2 separate regions of the Mus musculus genome follow, and region 2 is linked to region 1. Evidence: chromatin contacts called from public promoter capture Hi-C data. All regions are on one chromosome and are shown on one strand. Each heading gives the region's core, a stretch centred on a gene start, on an enhancer-like site or on the middle of the called end of the contact. The rest is flanking DNA. Distances are from core to core; before and after follow the strand shown. Region 1 overlaps Tiam2 (T cell lymphoma invasion and metastasis 2). Region 2 holds the start of Arid1b (AT rich interactive domain 1B (SWI-like)).

Region 1 (3,839 bases), core at 655-3,154:
TTTATAGTAGTTGAATTTTTAATTTTTTTCTAAATAGAATCATTTCCTGTTATTTTACAAAAGAAAAAAATGATTCGAGGCAAAAAAGGCTCCACAAGATGTTTGATTTGCAAACGGATGTCTGATCTGTGGGTCTGACTCACTCTCCCCTCACAGGGCCTTGGATGCAGCTAGAAAGGCATCCCCGCGTGACCTGTGGAAACCGACAGAGGAAGCTGTCTTGGATAGATGAGGCCAGGGACGTGAACACAGAACTGTGACTACAGAGAAATAAAGTCTAACATTGGTTCAGGGGGGTGGGGACTTTGCAGGAACTGAGGGCCAGTGTGGGGATGGGGGTGGTGGGGAGCCTGAGACAGGTCACACAGGTGGATGTGGGAAGAAAGAGATAGGGCCTCTCTTCGCCCAGAGGTATGGGAAACACTAGGTAGTAACCTTTCTGCCAAAGAGAGGAAGTCATGGAATAGCAGTTACAAGCAGAGAACAGACCTGGCCCTGGGTTTTGCAGTCTTGGTATAGTATGCCAAGCAATTGGTTCCTGCCACCTGCAGGGCCCATGTCCAGAACAGCAAGGCAAAGGCCTTGAACACTGATCCTCCTGGCCTCTCCTCTTCTTTCCTCCAGCTTGCAGCCAGAACCCAAAGTTTCTGGCTTCTTGGTCTCTGGGCCATGTCCTCAAACAAATGTCTCTCTTAAGGAAGGTGATACACACACACACACACACACACACACACACACACACACACACAGAGAGAGAGAGAGAGAGAGAGAGAGAGAGAGAGAGAGAGAGAGAGAGAGAGAGAGAGAAGGGGGGTTAGGAGAGGCAGGCTGTGGAGTTAAAACCCTGGCATAGCAAGCACCTAAGTGACCATAACTAACTTCTCCCTGACTCAGTTCCTATCCGTGAAGATCACATACTATAGGTGACTTGGAGGAGGAAAATGAGGGGAAAAATGTGTATGAATAACCCACTAAGTATAGGCGCTGTACAGGCTAGGGCTCAGTGAAACCTACTGCCCAGCAAACTGTCATTTTCTTTTATAATCTGTGTGTGTTGCACATACGTGAAAGTGAGTGCACACATGTGTAAATGACATGAATGCAAAGTCAGAGGACAACCTTGAGTGTCAGTTCTCAGCCAACATCTTATTTGATACATAGTGTCTTGGTTGTTTGGGGATTCTGTTGTTGTTTGTTTTTCAGGGGAACTGTGTTGTTGTTGTTTTGGGGTTTTGTTTGCTTGTTTGCTTTTTCCTGGTGCATACCCCTTCTTAGCTGCCTCATGAGCTTCCAGGAATTCTGCTTCCTGTCTTGCCATACCAGCCCTGGGTTCCAGACACACAGTACTGCATCTGGCTTTACAGAAATACTGGGGATTTGAACTCAGGTCCTCGGGCTCCCACTGAAAGTGCTTTTCCAGTGGGCAGAGTCATCTCTAGAGTCTAAAGTCTCAACTTCTTTTATCTTCAAAATTACGAAAGGATATATATATATATATATATATTTTTTTTTGGTTGCCTCAAAGGACGAGCCAAAGCCATCCAATTTCATCAGAAATTTTCCGTGAAGCTCCTCCTCTGGCCACACCGAATGGTGACTAGGACATGACAACCCACAGCATCTCAAACAGGAGAGGCTGGGAGCCATGGGCGAAACATGGAAGAGGAATGGGGAGGAGGGCTGGGCAGGAGTGCTGCAGCTGCAACGGGTATCAGAACAGGGCAAAGTAAAATTGACCCAGAGTGGGGGAGGACACATGCAGCCTCCGTAGGAAAAGCAGCCCAGGGCAACTTGGGGACACATTCTGAGAAGGAAGAGGAAGCAGATACGGTGTAGGGAGAGGGAGGATGGATGCCTCCACATGGCTTCCCACCCCTTAGCCCCAGGCAGGCACCCTGCTCCTGGAACAGGAACAGCCCAGAAGCTCCTGGTAACAGGAGAGGTGCCAAGGCTGCTTGGGTCCTTGTTGCCTGCCTTCTGCTTGGTTTCCTTATTTAACAGCAGTCTGGTCAGGATTCAGGAATAAAGAAGAGAAGATCCCTCTGCCAAGGACCTTTCAAGGAGTAAGCAGTCTTTCAGTACAGCCAAACACCTCTTTTCCCATAAAACACTATGTCTGAATGTTCCTCCTACAGAGGCTGCAGTGGATGGCCAGTCTATCAGTGTCTCCTGGCTTGGTACTGGGTTTCTTTACCGGATTTGTTCATGAGGAACGAGATAGCTGCTTGGTGCCAAACACAACACCCATGTATACAAGAGACTTCCATAATCCTACTCTAGAACAACTAATTAAAAGAGGACCATTCAAGAGGGAGAGGTGTCACCAAATTGTGTCCTGTGGGTCAAATCCAGTCTGCTGGCTATTATTATCAATAAAGTTTTATTGGAATTCAGCCAAGCATATTCACCTCTGCTCTGTGTTGCTTAAACTGGAACTCTAACACTCAATAAGAGCTATTTATTAACTAGCATCCCTGGCAACACAGGTCCCTTTCTCTCACTAACAAATCCTGTCCTCCTTTGGACAGTAGGTGTCTTCCACCACAGGTAGCTGCCGTGACTTGCATTGCATTTCCATACTGTAATTTATTTGACTGTTAATTTCATAGCTTACCATCTCTTTTTGTCTCGTTACGGCCAGAACTCTGGTTGGGTGGCAGGGGAGGGGGCAGGCCATTTTGATGTACTCTATTTGTTGTTTGCTCTCTTTATTAAAGACAAGAATGTCATTCTCTTGAGTTGTTTCTTCTTTCTCTATTTAGGCAGGGTCTCATGTAGCCCATATGACCTTGAACCTCTGATTCACCTGCCACCCCTTCTGGAGTGCTTGGATAACAGGTGTGGGCCCAGCATTCCTGTTTATGGGATATTGGGGATAGAACCCAGGGCTTTCTCCATGCTGCATAATACAGTCTACCAACAGAGTTCCATTTTCAGGCTTGCCCATTGTTTCACTGTTACTACTGTAAGACAAATGGTTTGACAGATATCACTGGTCATCTCAGCCCCATTCTGCTGAGGCATCGCCATGTTGCCTGTAGGCTCGCTAGTCAGGGGCCTCACAAAATGTAATTTAGACCTCTGACCCTGCTGTTCGGGGGAAGTCTGGAGGTGGTCCTCACTCCGATGCTTATCAGCCTTTCTGGGGCAGTCTCCTGTCAGCTGGGGGCACCAGATCTACTGTGTCAGTCATGTTGGTAATATTAGCTCTTTCTGTAAGTTAGAGACATGAGTGATGAAGCACAGAGCGAGTTGAGGGAAAGTCCTTTGTACTTTTTAATCATCTTTTCCCCTGAAGGCAAACTTTTCTGACTTAACTAATTTGCTAGAAGTGACAGATGACACTGTGGTTGCCCTGAGCTTGCTCGGGAACACAGCCTCCTCATAGCTTCTAGACAGTGAACAGAGGATTTTTTTTTTTTTCTTTAAAAGAGAACATGGAGCATACTAACCATACCCTGCCTGCATACCTTGCCCGAGCTGGGGCATCCTTAAGGTTAATCATCACCAACAGGTCAGAAATGCTAGTATTCTAAAAGTAGAAGCCTCATCAACCCGATTCTTCTGCCTGAGAGATTGGAGCATTGAGAAGCCTTGTGGTCCTTATGCAGACTTGATTCGGATTTAGGTCGGTGGCCTAATATAAAACTACTAAGTGTGGGAGAGAGAAGAGGGGAGGAGCCAGCAGCCAGAGGTGTGTAAGTGAACACACATTTGTACTATTGCCATCAGAGTTTTGGGGGGGGGGCAGGTGTGCATAACCTGTGCTCCAAGTCAGGCCTGGCCAGCAGTCTTTAATAAGCCAATTAAAAGGGCCAAATTAATAGTGGAAAGCAGAG
Region 2 (3,839 bases), core at 488-2,987, 1.5 Mb after region 1:
ACCTTTTAAAAACTGGGCAAGTACTGCATATTTCTGCTTTGGGATTAGACTGTTTGCATTATTATTGATTTTATGTTTATTAAATACATCTATTTGGTTTTGTTTCCCATTACTTAGAAGTGAACTCATATCAAGAGGGTTAATTGCACACATTAACCTCTGAAATATGATGAAAGTCGTCCTTAGATTTATGAAGACCCAAGATAAACCTTAGCCGGCACTGGTTTTGCACCAATGGTTAAACGTCCCCTGAATGCTGTGTGGAGCTAACACTACACACTCGAGGACACCCAAACGCATTATAAGAAAAATACTCCATGGGGAACGCTAGGAGTTTTCATACCTACTTCCGGTGCCTTTAAAAAGAGTTATATAAACACCACCTTAGATCGGAGTGGTGAATCATAAGCAATTATTGAGTGCCTGCTGTGTACACGGCACAGCAGTCTTTGCTGCTTAACCTTCACTTAAGTCTTTCATAATTTCTCAGTTGGATGAAGTTGTGGGAATTAAGCCGATGGCCTGAAATTCAGGCGCAGAGGCCAAGGTTGTGAAAAATTACATAACTCCTGAGAGAGACCGAGTGCTTTTGCCCGGCCTGCCTGAGTGTTTCTCTTCTCCACCGGCTCCTCGCCACCTCTGAGGCCCAACAGACAACTTTGCTTCCCAGCCCCTTCTCCCTCTTTTGTCTGCTCTTCAGACTCGTTTTCCACCTTCGTACCGCTCCCTTTAGACGTGAAAACAAACACAGGGCCGCGCGCGGGTTGGCAGGGAGACCGGAGGCACGAGGGGACCGAGCAGCTTCGGGCCCCGAGCGCCGGCAGCCGGTTCCCCCCCCCCTCCCCTCGCTCCCCCGGGCCGGGCCCTCCGCGCCAGGCCGGGCGAGACCAGCCGGGTGAGCGGGGCGAGCTGGCGGGCGAACGTGCGCTCAGCGGCGGCGCCCGGGGCCGAGTCCAGTCCGCGTTTTGCGAGTGCGCAGCAGCCCTCGGAGAGAAGCGGATAATAGTTGCTCCGGCTCGCTCGGCTCCCTCACGCCGCGCTGGGCCCGATTAGGCTCAGGCAAGTCGTGCATTTCCCCCCCCCCCCCATATCCGGGTTAGAGAGGGGGGAAAAAGAGAGAGAGAGAGAGCGAGCGAGAGTGAGGGAGGGAGAGAGAAAAGTTTCATTGCAAGCGGAACTAAAAAACTTTCCGCCCGTTCAGGCCGTAGCGGGCGCGAGCCCCCGAGCGCAAAGGCGCGCCCCCGGCGGGCGGCCCGGGGCTGCGGGGGGTGGGGTGGGGAGGGCACCGCGCTTCCCCGCGGGCCGCGTGGATGCGCGCAGGAGGGGCGGCCGGCTGCGAGTGGGGACATTGTCTCCCCCCACCCCGCCCGGCCGCGCCACGCCGCGGCGATCATGGCCGCGCGGGCAGCAGCGGCGGCGCGGGCGCGGGCGGGCAGCGGCGAGCGGCGGGCGCCCTCGGGGCCGCGGCCGGCGCCCGGGGCCCGGGACCTGGAGACGGGCGCGCGCGGCGCGGTGGCGGCTCCGGGCCCCATCCTGGGGGGCGGCGACGGCGGCCTGAATAATGTGCACCACCACCCCCTGCACCCCCGTCACGACCTGAACATGGCCCATAGCGCGAGCGCCGCGGCGGCCGCCAGCTCCAACAGCGCGCAGAGCGGCCGCTCCGAGGCGGCTCTCAAGGAGGGTGGAAGCGCCGCCGCGCTGTCCTCCTCCGCCGCCGTCGCGGCCTCTTCCTCCTCGGCGGGCCCCGGCTCGACCATGGAGACCGGGCTGCTCCCCAACCACAAACTGAAAGCCGTTGGCGAGGCCCCCGCTGCACCGCCCCATCAGCAGCACCACCACCACCATGCCCACCACCACCACCACCACCATGCCCACCACCTCCACCACCTCCACCACCACCACGCACTACAGCAGCAGCTAAACCAGTTCCAGCAGCCGCAGCCGCCGCAGCCACAGCAGCAGCAGCCGCCGCCACCGCCGCAGCAGCAGCATCCCACTGCCAACAACAGCCTGGGCGGTGCGGGCGGCGGCGCGCCTCAGCCCGGCCCGGACATGGAGCAGCCGCAACATGGAGGCGCCAAGGACAGTGTCGCGGGCAATCAGGCTGACCCGCAGGGCCAGCCTCTGCTGAGCAAACCGGGCGACGAGGACGACGCGCCGCCCAAGATGGGGGAGCCGGCGGGCAGCCGCTATGAGCACCCGGGCCTGGGCGCGCAGCAGCAGCCCGCGCCGGTCGCCGTGCCCGGGGGCGGCGGCGGCCCAGCGGCCGTCTCGGAGTTTAATAATTACTATGGCAGCGCTGCCCCTGCTAGCGGCGGCCCCGGCGGCCGCGCTGGGCCTTGCTTTGATCAACATGGCGGACAACAAAGCCCCGGGATGGGGATGATGCACTCCGCCTCTGCCGCCGCCGGGGCCCCCAGCAGCATGGACCCCCTGCAGAACTCCCACGAAGGGTACCCCAACAGCCAGTACAACCATTATCCGGGCTACAGCCGGCCCGGCGCGGGCGGCGGCGGCGGCGGCGGCGGAGGAGGAGGAGGCAGCGGAGGAGGTGGAGGAGGAGGAGGAGCAGGAGGAGCAGGAGGAGCAGCGGCAGCGGCAGCAGGAGCCGGAGCTGTGGCGGCGGCGGCCGCGGCGGCGGCGGCAGCAGCAGCAGCAGCAGGAGGAGGCGGTGGCGGCGGCTATGGGAGCTCGTCCTCGGGGTACGGGGTGCTGAGCTCCCCGCGGCAGCAGGGCGGCGGCATGATGATGGGCCCCGGGGGCGGCGGGGCCGCGAGCCTCAGCAAGGCGGCCGCCGGCGCGGCGGCGGCGGCGGGGGGCTTCCAGCGCTTCGCCGGCCAGAACCAGCACCCGTCGGGGGCTACACCGACCCTCAACCAGCTGCTCACCTCACCCAGCCCCATGATGAGGAGCTACGGCGGTAGCTACCCCGACTACAGCAGCTCCAGCGCGCCGCCGCCGCCGTCGCAGCCCCAGTCCCAGGCGGCGGCGGGGGCGGCGGCGGGTGGCCAGCAGGCGGCCGCGGGCATGGGCTTGGGCAAGGACCTAGGCGCCCAGTACGCCGCTGCCAGCCCGGCCTGGGCGGCCGCGCAACAAAGGAGTCACCCGGCGATGAGCCCCGGCACCCCCGGACCGACCATGGGCAGATCCCAGGTAACCCCCGCGCCCGGCCGGGCCTGCTTCCGCCCGGGCCTCGCGCCGCGAGCCCGACTTTCTTTCTTCGCCGGGTACTTTTCCCGGCGGTTGGCGGGGGTGGCGGGGGCGCGGCGCCGCCGGGCCGGGGCCGGAGCTGGCGGGGCTGGGGAGCCGGGGTGTCCCGCGCCCTTGCTGCGCGCTGCGCTCCCGTGCCAGGCCCGGGACGGGACCTCGGTGCCCCAGGCCGCGCCCGCCCGGGGAGGGCTCTCGGGGCAGCGGGCTCCGGGGCCCGGCTTGACTCCGCCGGCGCCCACGGTGTGCCCTGAGTGGGCGCGGGGAGAGAGGAACTTTCTCTCTTCGGGCCTCGGTCGGTTTCCCATTCCCCTTGCGAGGAGGAGGCAGGGGGAAAAAAAAAACCAAAAAAAAAAAAAAAAAAAAACCCAAAAACCGAGGTTAGCTTTGTGACAGCCGTGGCTGGTGGAGTTTGGATGTTTACCAGCAAGAATAAGACCCAGATTTACAACGGGCGGAGGCGAAATATTGTAAAATAACATCGATTCGTTCCTAAGAATAGCTGGGGAGAGATCCATTATGGGGCTAAGGGCTCCTTGGAAGGAGTCACCTTCAACCGGGAGGCGATGTTGAAGGAATAGATTCCGGATCGATGGAACTTATTTTGATCATGGGTTAGGTTTTCCTTT

The links. Promoter capture Hi-C pulls out the DNA fragments that hold promoters and counts their contacts.
Region 2: a contact with region 1 is called in a promoter capture Hi-C map of hippocampal neurons, with 5 times the contacts expected there. The contact joins the promoter of Arid1b here to the enhancer-like site in region 1. A contact is called at or near these places in 3 of 39 promoter capture datasets (embryonic stem cells, hippocampal neurons and liver) and 4 of 115 datasets of contacts at active chromatin or transcription factors (astrocytes, embryonic forebrain and embryonic stem cells).

Annotation. Positions count from the first base shown.
Region 1 is chr17:3,493,822-3,497,660 of GRCm38.p6, forward strand. The region is part of intron 15 of Tiam2 (T cell lymphoma invasion and metastasis 2); the gene reads left to right. Among named protein-coding and RNA genes, the nearest start is that of Cldn20, 37 kb to the right of the region's middle. Within about 2 kb of position 1,905, at least 20 of the 459 cell types and tissues checked have an H3K27ac peak or open chromatin away from gene starts, as enhancers often do. A contact at or near this core is called in hippocampal neurons and liver, where this site is marked.
Region 2 is chr17:4,993,337-4,997,175 of GRCm38.p6, forward strand. Arid1b (AT rich interactive domain 1B (SWI-like)) reads left to right here and starts at 1,738. Exons shown (of 20, transcript NM_001085355.1): 1 at 1,738-3,156. The coding sequence starts at 1,759.